Regions from separate parts of the Mus musculus genome. Here all the other regions are linked to region 3. The links are chromatin contacts, called in public Hi-C and HiChIP or PLAC-seq maps. All regions are on one chromosome and are shown on one strand. The core of a region is the stretch at or near the end of the contact, and the rest is flanking DNA. Distances in the headings are between cores, read along the strand shown.

The links. A called contact is a pair of places that touch in the nucleus more often than the background predicts. HiChIP or PLAC-seq counts read pairs in DNA pulled down with a chosen protein or histone mark.
Region 1: a contact with region 3 is called in an H3K4me3 HiChIP or PLAC-seq map of embryonic forebrain, with 4 times the contacts expected there. The contact joins two enhancer-like sites. A contact is called at or near these places in 4 of 115 datasets of contacts at active chromatin or transcription factors (embryonic basal ganglia, embryonic forebrain, embryonic midbrain and 1 more).
Region 2: a Hi-C map of stem cell-derived motor neurons shows a contact between it and region 3, with 8 times the contacts expected there. The contact joins two enhancer-like sites. A contact is called at or near these places in 2 of 484 Hi-C or Micro-C datasets (the N1E-115 cell line and stem cell-derived motor neurons) and 2 of 115 datasets of contacts at active chromatin or transcription factors (differentiating embryonic stem cells and embryonic forebrain).

The regions. Positions count from the first base shown.
Region 1 is chr12:26,901,557-26,905,032 of GRCm38.p6, reverse strand. No RefSeq gene overlaps it. Among named protein-coding and RNA genes, the nearest start is that of Gm30290, 26 kb to the right of the region's middle. Within about 2 kb of position 1,817, at least 48 of the 459 cell types and tissues checked have an H3K27ac peak or open chromatin away from gene starts, as enhancers often do. A contact at or near this core is called in embryonic forebrain, where this site is marked.
Region 2 is chr12:26,841,288-26,844,600 of GRCm38.p6, reverse strand. No RefSeq gene overlaps it. Among named protein-coding and RNA genes, the nearest start is that of 4933409F18Rik, 8.4 kb to the right of the region's middle. Within about 2 kb of position 1,655, at least 13 of the 459 cell types and tissues checked have an H3K27ac peak or open chromatin away from gene starts, as enhancers often do. A contact at or near this core is called in stem cell-derived motor neurons, where this site is marked.
Region 3 is chr12:26,531,520-26,534,778 of GRCm38.p6, reverse strand. No RefSeq gene overlaps it. Among named protein-coding and RNA genes, the nearest start is that of Cmpk2, 64 kb to the right of the region's middle. Within about 2 kb of position 1,623, at least 45 of the 459 cell types and tissues checked have an H3K27ac peak or open chromatin away from gene starts, as enhancers often do. A contact at or near this core is called in embryonic forebrain and stem cell-derived motor neurons, where this site is marked.

The sequences.
Region 1 (3,476 bases), core at 568-3,067, 370 kb before region 3:
TGACTTAGCCATTTCTAATGCTGCTCCAGCCTCCTTTCTACAAAATGCTCCCTCGGAGTTGCCAGTAATTTCAAAAGTGTTTTGAGAAGTGCTCCTCTGACCACTATCACCAGCTGCTATCCCTCCTCAAAGGACATCACTAAGCCAGAACATGAACTATGACACTGGCTTGTTCAGATGTCTCCGGCAAGTGGAGGTGCTTTGTCATTTTATACTGCCTAGAAGTCTTCTCTTATTTCCTGGAAGTGTGATGTCCTGTCTAATTTTCACCCAGCACTCTGGGGCCCTGTGTGTGCCACAGACTGGCTTGGAAGAGACCAGCGATTGCTTTGTGTACCCCTTTCTCTCTGGAAGCCTCATATGTAGACTCTGAGGACTTCAACTTCCTTTGCTAAAGGGAAAGGCAACTATTTCCTTACATTGCTCTAGAGCAGGCTCCCTACACTGTGGGTAATGACGTTTGAAAGATCAATCATTCACTATGACATCTTTAGGCCACAAAGAGTCTGACAAGGTTACGCTGTACAGATGATGATGGTGGTGGCGATGATGGTGATGATACCACACATTATCCTGCACTCCACACACATGTGTTTGACTGAACACGACACCTCCACCCTGTCTTGCCATCCTGGATGTGCTTCACCTTTGGGGTCCTAGCCCTTTTCCTGGCCTATGCATACAAATTTCCTCCTTTTGGGGAGCACTTAATTCCCCATCAGACTGACAACTTGTTTGTACAGGTCCTGCAACTTGACCCTTTTTGTTCCAAGGTCATGACCTTAAAGCAGCATCCTGTTTCCCTGGCCCACATGGACAATGGTTAGAATGAACATGTATAGAATGCCTTGCCACTAAGCAGGATTCACCAGCCTCTATCTCTCTTGGTGAGGAAGCTTTCCATCACCTGGTCCTCTGATGTAGTATCTGTAGTCTCATAGCTTTTTTCCTGGCCCCCATTGTTGGTGAAGAGAGGGAGAAGCCTGAACGGAAGAAGGACCCCAACCCTAAGAGAGAATCCATAGAGTCTGAGTTCTTTGAGGCTCCCTGGCTTCCAGCTTTCCTGGATTCATTTGTAAATATTCTTTCTGGCCCCTCAGGAAAGAAATAACAAGTAGGGTTCTGCAAACCGAAAAGCCAATCACTCGCTGTCTACTATAGGTGCAGGTGGCTGCCCCGCCCAGCACTAAATCAGGGGAGGTTATTAATATGCTAAAAGCACCGCAGCCAATTGGCTCCCATGGCGACAGCTCTGCAGCCTTCATGAATAACCCATGCAGCACCTGGAGGCATGAAATCTTAAGCAACCACAGTGCAGGCAGCCTTGCTGGACCCGGCTGCTGCAGCAGCTGCGGTAGCAAAGGCGAGCAAGGGCGTGGCTCCTGGTGTGCACTGTCTTGTGAGTAGCCCCAAGGTCTCAGGAGGGTGCCCGCCTGGGCCACGTGCCAGGAGAAATAAAGACACAGGGTCCAGTTCCCCGTTGAAGACAAAAGCAAACCGCGGAGTTTGTGCCCCGTGTTCTCTTCACGGGTGCTGTTTGTCAATGTTGCCATTATCCTACAGACAAGGGTGGTACAGAGCTTTGGATGGCCTGAGTTGTGTTGGAAACCTGCAACTTACGTACATCCCCCTTACCCATGACCTGCGCATGTACGTTTTCTGTCTGTCAGTCTCTCCTCCCTGTTCTTGCTCTGCAGGTCTGCTTTTTCCCTGGGACAGAAGTTGTGTATTCACGCCAGCATCAGCACTGTGCGAATGTGCACTTTACACTACGAGGCTGGAGCTTAGACAGGAATTCTCCATATCAGCTTATTCCCTCTCCACTGAGAGGTGTGTCTTCTCAACAGAATCGATTTCCAGCCTCAGCCTTCATCTTTCAAAGTGGCTCTGACTGCTTCTAAGTTGGGATGCATTCATCACTCTGATGAGCACTGGGTCTCTGTGCTGGTATCTTCACGTGTAATTTAAATGGCAGTGGTCTCTCTCTAATTTACACCATTGTGCCCAAAAGCCTCCATGGGTTCAGGAGTCCTTCATTTTCCTCTTTATTCCTGATGGGGATGTTGACTCTCATTCTTAGTTTCCCTATTTTAAGTTTTATAGACACAAATCACAGGACAAAAGAGAAGAAAATTTGTGTTTCTGAATGGATGGTTGTTATAAACCCAGAATCCTGCCCCACCACCCATGGTGAATAAAATAGAAATATTTTATTCAGAGGTATTCAACTGAGGGAAAATTACTTTCAGGGTGATAGTCTGATGAAATATAGTCTGTATGAATGCTAAATGTGACCAGCTAAAGTAAACGACTTCGTGAGGAAAGAGAGCAGAGGCACCCTGAGGCTGTGGGCAGGGCTTCTTAGCTCTGACTTTGGGTTCTACCCTCTGTGCTGGATCAGTTGTCTCCTATGCTCAGGTGAGTCCTTGCCAGGTTTAGGAAGACACGGGTGTTTTGAGAACTTTCAGACTCTCATCCCACCCTGCACGCCCAGAACTGAGATGAGCCATGTATCACACCTGCTGGACTCTTCTCTCAGGCCTGTGGCAAAACTGAGCATCCAGAGAACCCCAGGGAATGACCCCTCAGTCCTCTCATTTACTCTTCTCAGATGGTCAGGTATCATACATACCTTTCTAGAAAGCACACAATACATTTTTGAGAAGTTCTTGAAAACATGTTTCATACCCAAATAAGTTGAAAGCATGAATCCACACCAAACAAACAAATGAAGAGCCCCCCCCAATGAAAATAACAACAACAAAAGAACAAAAAACTTTTATGCCAAGTTTATTGTAGCTTTATTCATCATTGTTAAAAATTGAAAGCAACCAAGATATACTTCTGGAGGTGAATGGATAAACTATGATGTATTCCAACAGGCAGAATATTATTAAGACCTAAAAAGAAGTCTATCAAGCTATAAAAAGACATGGAAAAACTCCGAACACATTTTTCCAAGTGAAATAAGACAAATTGAAGAAAGCCATTTATGTGGCATGATTCCAAATTATGAGATAGTCTAGATGTGCAAAAGTGTTGAGAAAGTAAAAATGCCAGTGGTTACCATGGGGATGTGGGCAAAGAATGGACAAAGATGGAATCTGCATAGTGTGTTGGGGAAGAGTAACTATTCTGTGGGTTGCTATCATGATGGATACATGTGAGTACACTTGGAAGAATACATACAACACAAAGTATCACACATGGGCTCGAGAATGGAAGCTATGCACCTTTAATAATAATATATCAGTGTGGTAAGCAGTTAAAAGAAGAAAGCTAGAAATTTATTTTAGGGTTCCAATGGGGTTGCTATGTGTGGACTAGGATACAGGAGTTCTGTTTTTTCTGTTTAATTTTTTAATAAAGTAAAAATAGCTTTTGCAGGGAAGGGTCAGAATAAAAATGAATAACCATCATATTTAATCACACACACATGGAATGTCACAATGAAAACCATGGTAGCTAAAATGATT
Region 2 (3,313 bases), core at 406-2,905, 310 kb before region 3:
GCTTACTAACAGGGTTTACATTAATAACACTCTGGTTAAAGGGACAGAGTAGTCCCAGGTCTCCGCTTTAGAAGACAGACCTGTTATGAAGATAAACATGGAGAGTTCTGTACCTCACTGTGAGGTTTGAGAGGGGGACAGAGACTCTGTAACTCAGAACGTCATATCCTAGGGCCACCAAAGACATTAGAGAGTGTCAGAAAGGCGGCAGCATTATAAGGCAAGGGCTGACAGTACTGAGGGCAGACTCACTAACACCTCTTCAGTGTCTCTGTCTTTCCTGTTTTGTTGTTTCTCAGAGTTGCATGGTCAGTGAGTAAACTGCAAGATAAAGAAAGAAAGAAAGAAAGAAAGAAAGAAAGAAAGAAAGAAAGAAAGAAAGAAAGAAAGAAAGAAAGAAAGAAAGAAAGAGAGAAAGAAAGAAAGAGGGAGGGAAGGAGAGGGGAGGGAGGGAGGAAGAAAGAAAGAAAGAAAGAAAGAAAGAAAGAAAGAAAGAAAGAAAGAAAGAAAGAAAGAAAGAAAGAAAGAGGGAGGGAGGGAAGGAGAGGGGAGGGAGGGAGGAAGAAAGAAAGAAAGAAAGAAAGAAAGAAAGAAAGAAGCAAGAAAGAAAGAAAGAAAGAAAGGGAGGGAGGGAGGGAGGGAGGGAGGGGGAGGGAGGGAGAAAGAAAGGAAGGAAGGAAGAAAGAAAGAAAGAAAGAAAGAAAGAAAGAAAGAAAGAAAGAAAGAAAGAAAGAGAGAAAGAAAGAAAGAGGGAGGGAAGGAGAGGGGAGGGAGGGAGGAAGAAAGAAAGAAAGAAAGAAAGAAAGAAAGAAAGAAAGAAAGAAAGAAAGAAAGAAAGAAAGAAAGAAAGAAAGAAAAGAAATGATGTGATAACCATCAGTCTTGGTGGTCATGAAAAAAGGTAAAGTTTGGAAGAATGTTCCATTCCATACCCTTAGAAAGACCTTTGGAAAACAAGCATAAATTTTAGAATACGATGTGCTTACATCTAAATATGATTTTTGTTACTTATGAGTTGAATGACATTGGACAAGCTATTTTTCTCAATAAGCCTGGCTTCCTTGCTTGAAAAAATGGGGGGTTTTATTACTTGCCTAATTGGATGCTGTAAATAAAGAAAATAGCACACACTTGTGACAACTTCATAACCTCTTTATAGACATGTGTAAATATCTTTAACTCCTGAGTCTGAAGCTAAGAAGAAATGGAAAAATCTAAACCTTCATCTAAAGACTGTGTGAACCTGCATCTGAACTGCAATCTTGCCATGACTGAATATACACATTCTAGAAAGTAGGCTTCATGACAGCCATCAGATAAACATTCTAATGGGAGTGCTTATTACAGGAGGCAAGGAAACACTGTGACTGCAGCAAGGTTCACTGAGAATCCCTGGGCTGACAAACCTGTGTTTATCTGCTTGAATGTAAACAGGGCCAATGATGTACTAAACAAGCTTAGAATATCACAGGACAAGCTCTTGAAACTCAGCACAATAGAAGCTCAAGAAACACCAGCACTGGGCACAGAACAACTCCTGCCTGCTCACAAGCTCAGAACTAGCAACTAGCAAAAGCACAGGGCTCTGCTCAGAACAAAGCAAAACTCAATCTTCCCTACACATTCCTTTATGGTTCCAGAGAGAACGACCTTGCTTAATACCTTGTCCTCCATAAAAGGAGGTCATCCTGCGGTCAGATCATAGAAACCCGTGCCCCCTGACACTGAGTCACCAATCTCTGACGAGAAGTGGCAGAGCCTTGCCTGCAATTCATCCACTTAGCTGAAAGCTCCTGCGTTCCTGAGACTGCACACTGCAGTTCTAAATCCCTGTCCATGTTTCCTACCTAGTAAAGCTTAATGGAATTAGGGTGTTATATGGAACAGCATTCATCTTGTCTTTTAATCATTTCTGAATGAATCCAAAGTGTTTTTATAAAACAATTCATCAATGATTAAAACGCACTAGAATATATTTATATTTGTTAGTAAAATATGATGCATTGTTTATATCATTATAGGTTTTCCTAAGTAGAAAAACAAAATAGATGGTATATAGATAGGTGATAGGTAGATAGATAGAAGATAAGTAGATGCATGAATGCATACATATCTACACACACACATACACACATATATATATAAACAAATATACATATGCACATATATACATATATATGTAGATGATGGGTGATAGATACAGAGATATTTAGGTAATAAGTCAACAGAAAATAGACAGACAGATGGATAGATAGATGATAGATAGATAGATAGATAGATAGATAGATAGATAGATAGATAGATAACCAAAATCTATAGGGATGGAATTCTTTTCTTCAAAGATTGGGAATAATGAAGTATATCTACTGACACTATGTCTATAAAACACTGTCTTAGTGGTCTTAGTTAGCTAAGTGAACCAAATAAATAAATAAAAGGCATGAATATTGGAAAGAGAAAAAGTACAAAATTGAAAACTGTCATTTTTCATAGATGGTGTGATTAGCTAGAGAATGATCACAAGAACCTACAAACATGTTAGAGAAACAATGGCAAGTTTATCAAGATTTGAGAACAGTGCTAACATCTACCAATTAATGATAATTCTATGTGCTTGCATTAAAATTAGAAAATGAAATAAAAAGTAGCATCAGTAAAATACCACCCAAAAACTTATCACATATAAAACGGGGCAAATTCATTCAAAATCTACATGCTGAGAGCACTGGGGAAATATGAACCCAAGCACGTCACAGCCCTGAAGTATCTGCTTGAAAAGGTGGTATGTATTAAAACTCCTTAAATACTACTATGATAATTATAATTAAATATCATCAAATGCAAGCATTTGATTTCATGCCAGAAAGAGGTGTGTTCATTCCACAATGGACCTGGAATAACACAGGAAGTTAGGAGGAACCACACATGATATCAAATCTGCTCGATAATCCCTGACAATCAGCCAATGATACTAAGAATGAGTAAGCATATTAATCAACAGAAGAGGGCCACAGATGTAATGGTCCCCAGCTGTTTCCCCAAGAAGACAGAATTCAGGTCAGATGTTAATATGTTAGAAGGAGAAAGTGGACTGCCTTTAATATTTAGAACTATGAAGACCAAAATTGATTCAGGAATTTTTTTTCTAATAAACAATTTGATTCTTAGCTAATAGAATATTTTCATGTGTAAGATTTAGACTTGTGGTCTTCCTGTGTAAAGGACCTCACCTCCACATACAAATTAACTCCAGGCAAGTCAGGGATCGGTGTGTCAAACCCAAAACCTGAAAATATGTAGATGAAAGCAAAGA
Region 3 (3,259 bases), core at 374-2,873:
CACAACTGGAGTCAGAAGTCTCACACTGGCTGGCCAGAGCTGGTGGAGGTCAGAGCTGCACAGAAATGTTTGAAGAATGCCCGTCAGGAGAAGATAAATGCTTCCTGCTTGCTGGGTGTGCTCTCCCTTTAACTCTTCTCAGTCCCATCTCTGTGAGACCCTGCAGCCCCTTGCAGCTGTGACCTCTCTAAACTGCCAGCCTCAGATGACTGACACTTCATCAATTTTGCCTGAACTGCATTTACAAGCCAGTCTCGGGAGGATTGGCCAAGTGCACCAAGCATGGGGGCATTTCCCTACCGGAGCCAGATTGCTGCAGAATGAGGGGGCTCTTCCCACCTTCTCCCAGTGGCCCGGGCAAACAGCCTAGGGGCCTCCCCGCCAAAGGGAATGAACGGACCTCTGATTATTCCTTGTAAATTTTTCATGAGGACATCTGCCCATGCTCCTCTCCCTCTGAGTACCTCTCTCTCTCAGTCTCTCTCTCCTCACCACCTCCCTCTCTGTGTTCTCTCTTCTCTCCTTCTCACTCTCTCCTCCCCCTCCTCTCTCTCCTCTATCACTCTCCCCACCCCCACTCAGGTTTCATCTCACCTCTAACCCTTTCTCCTCTCCTTCCTTCCTCTCCCTCCTGTTTTTCTCTCTCTCTCCTCCCCTCCTCCCTCCCCTCCCCTCCTCTCCTCCCTCCTCTCTTTTTTATGTCTCCCCGTTCCTACCTCCCCTTCCTTTTCTCTCGCCTCCCCCTTCTCCTCCCTCTTTTCCCTCCCTCCCTCCCCCTCTCCCTGTGTTCAGACTCCTGACAACTCATGAAAAACGAGAGTCATTGGGCCTCAGCCGCCATTAGTCAAGACATGCCTGATGTGTGAACGTGGACCTCAGGCTGAGAGGGGCCAGGCTGCAGGGACTGGTCCTAGAGACAAAAGACCAAGCCGGATGGATATTATAGATAGGTAGGCAACAAAGCCTTCTGGACCGGTAGGGTTGGTTCTGCAGACAAGGGGCTCTGTGCTTGTACATCAGTGTGGCCCAGGCTTTCCCCGATGAACACTCTTGTCTCCCTGGCTCCTTGATGTGGCTCCCTGATCGAGGGCAGAGTCCAAATCCAAACAGAGAGATTGGAGATACACACACACACACACACACACACACACACACACATATGGTGTCGAATGCGCCTTAAATATCAAAATATATTAACTCTCATGTAAGGAGTACAGGGGTGGGGAATAAGCCTCAAAATCCTTTTTTCTGTACAGTTCAAACTAAGGACCTACAGCTCTTTCTCATTACTGCGCCCAATCATGCCGATGTCCTTTTTGTGCCCCCTTTGAAGTGACATGTGCTTCAATTTATTTTTAATCTTCTAAGTGACGTCGGGACTGCAGCCTGTGCACACGTGAAGTCTCTGCCCTTCTTGGCTGTTGTCTAAAGCAGTTTGGGCCACAACAAATCAGGCACTCAGTCCAGAGAGAGCCCAGGAACGATCTGAGGCCGGGGAGATGCGCAAAAGTGCTGCGCAGAGGAGGCAAAGTCATTAATAAACCCTTCACCATACACACCTTCCCTACCTTTGTGTAGGTCCTGGCCCTGGTCCTTGGGGACCCGCCATGGAGACACTCTGTGGAGCAACAGTGCCACCCAGTGGACAGTACTGGCAAATGACTGTCCCTTCTCTCTGCAGTCTCCCTGGGCCCTAATATCACATCTTTAAGCAGTTTTCTACATGAAAGGAGGCCTGCAACTGATTCAAAGCCACCTTGCCTTGGAAACCTGAGCATGCCCATAAAAGGCAGTGTGCACAGAACATTGAGGAATGTTTTTCGTTATGTTGGGGGTCTACCCCCAGCAGCTACTCTGGGGGGGGGGAGGGTAAGGGGGGATGTCAAAGGAAAATAAAATTAAATATACTTTTAAATCATACTTAATTTACTAATCAGTTCAAATAAATATGTGTATATACAAATGTGTGTGTGCGTGTGTGTGTGTGTGTGTGTGTGTGTGTGTGTGTGTGATGTTTGTCCAGTTACAGTCTCAGTGTTTAGTTGAAACATAAATTACATTAGCCCAAGCTCTTGTAACCCTCAGTATTGAGGGAAAATGGCTGAAATATCATCATATTTGGAGTTAGGCAGTGAGGTCAAAGTCTTGCCTGTACATAGATCTCACTCACCTGATAACCTGGACGGTTTCCATTTCCCATCTGCAGTCTTCAGTCACCCAGAAGGAGGCTGACGTGACAGCCAACGGTGACTTGCCCTATGCCTGGCTAGGTTCTGACTCTGCCTATGATCTTGAAACCTTCCCTCCCCTCTCTCCTTGGGTATTCCCTTTTGTCTTCAAGCAGAATCCAGCCCTTCACCCCCTCCTGGAGCCTTTTCTCCTCACGCCTCATGAATGTTGGTGAGGTGAGCACATTACATGGGCTTAAAAACTCCTAGTGAATCCACTGGTTTCCAAACTCACATGCATCCCGGATTGGGAGGCAGAAAGCGTCCTACAGATAGGGAATCCAGCCAAGGCCTGCCTCTTTCTGAGTCATCTGCAGTACAGAGTGGACTTCTCATACATAAACAAAAAGGATGGTTAATGCTTATTTTAACCAGTCTGTTACTTGAAGCCTTTAAATACTGCCCTACGGCATCTTGTAGAAAACATCGTTTGGTGCAGACTTTAAATAACTTAATATAAAATCATCGTGAGGGGAGGAGCTGAAAATCATCAACTCTGTGAAAGAATGTGAAATATGACCTAAAGTACATTAGATCCAGATCATTAAAGTCATCAAGTCATCGTCTTTCTCGTCCCCACCCACTGCAATGACTGACTTTGCTTACTGCCGTCACACGCCCTGCAAGGCTCTCAGTTGAGGAACTGACTCCATCAGATGGTCTATAAGGCAAGTCTGTGGGGGCATTTTATTGATTGATGTAGAAGGGCCCAGATCACTATGAATGACACGGACCCTGGGAAGGTGGTCCTGTGGTACAGAGAAAAGGAAGCTAGGCAGAGGGAGAGTGGGCCAGCAAACAGTGCTTCCCCTGCCTCTCAGTTCCTGCCTTGAGTTTCCAGCTTGGCTTCCTCAATCGTGGACTTTGGTCCACGACCTTTGGTCATGGAGCTTGTCACAGCCACAGAATAGCAAACTCGAACAAATGGAAAGGAGCAGCCTGCCCATGTCTTGTCCTCTAGGTTTTTGGGGCTTTATATTCTGAGATTGAGAGCATCACACTGGCTGTGATGTGCCACCTTGTGCCATTTT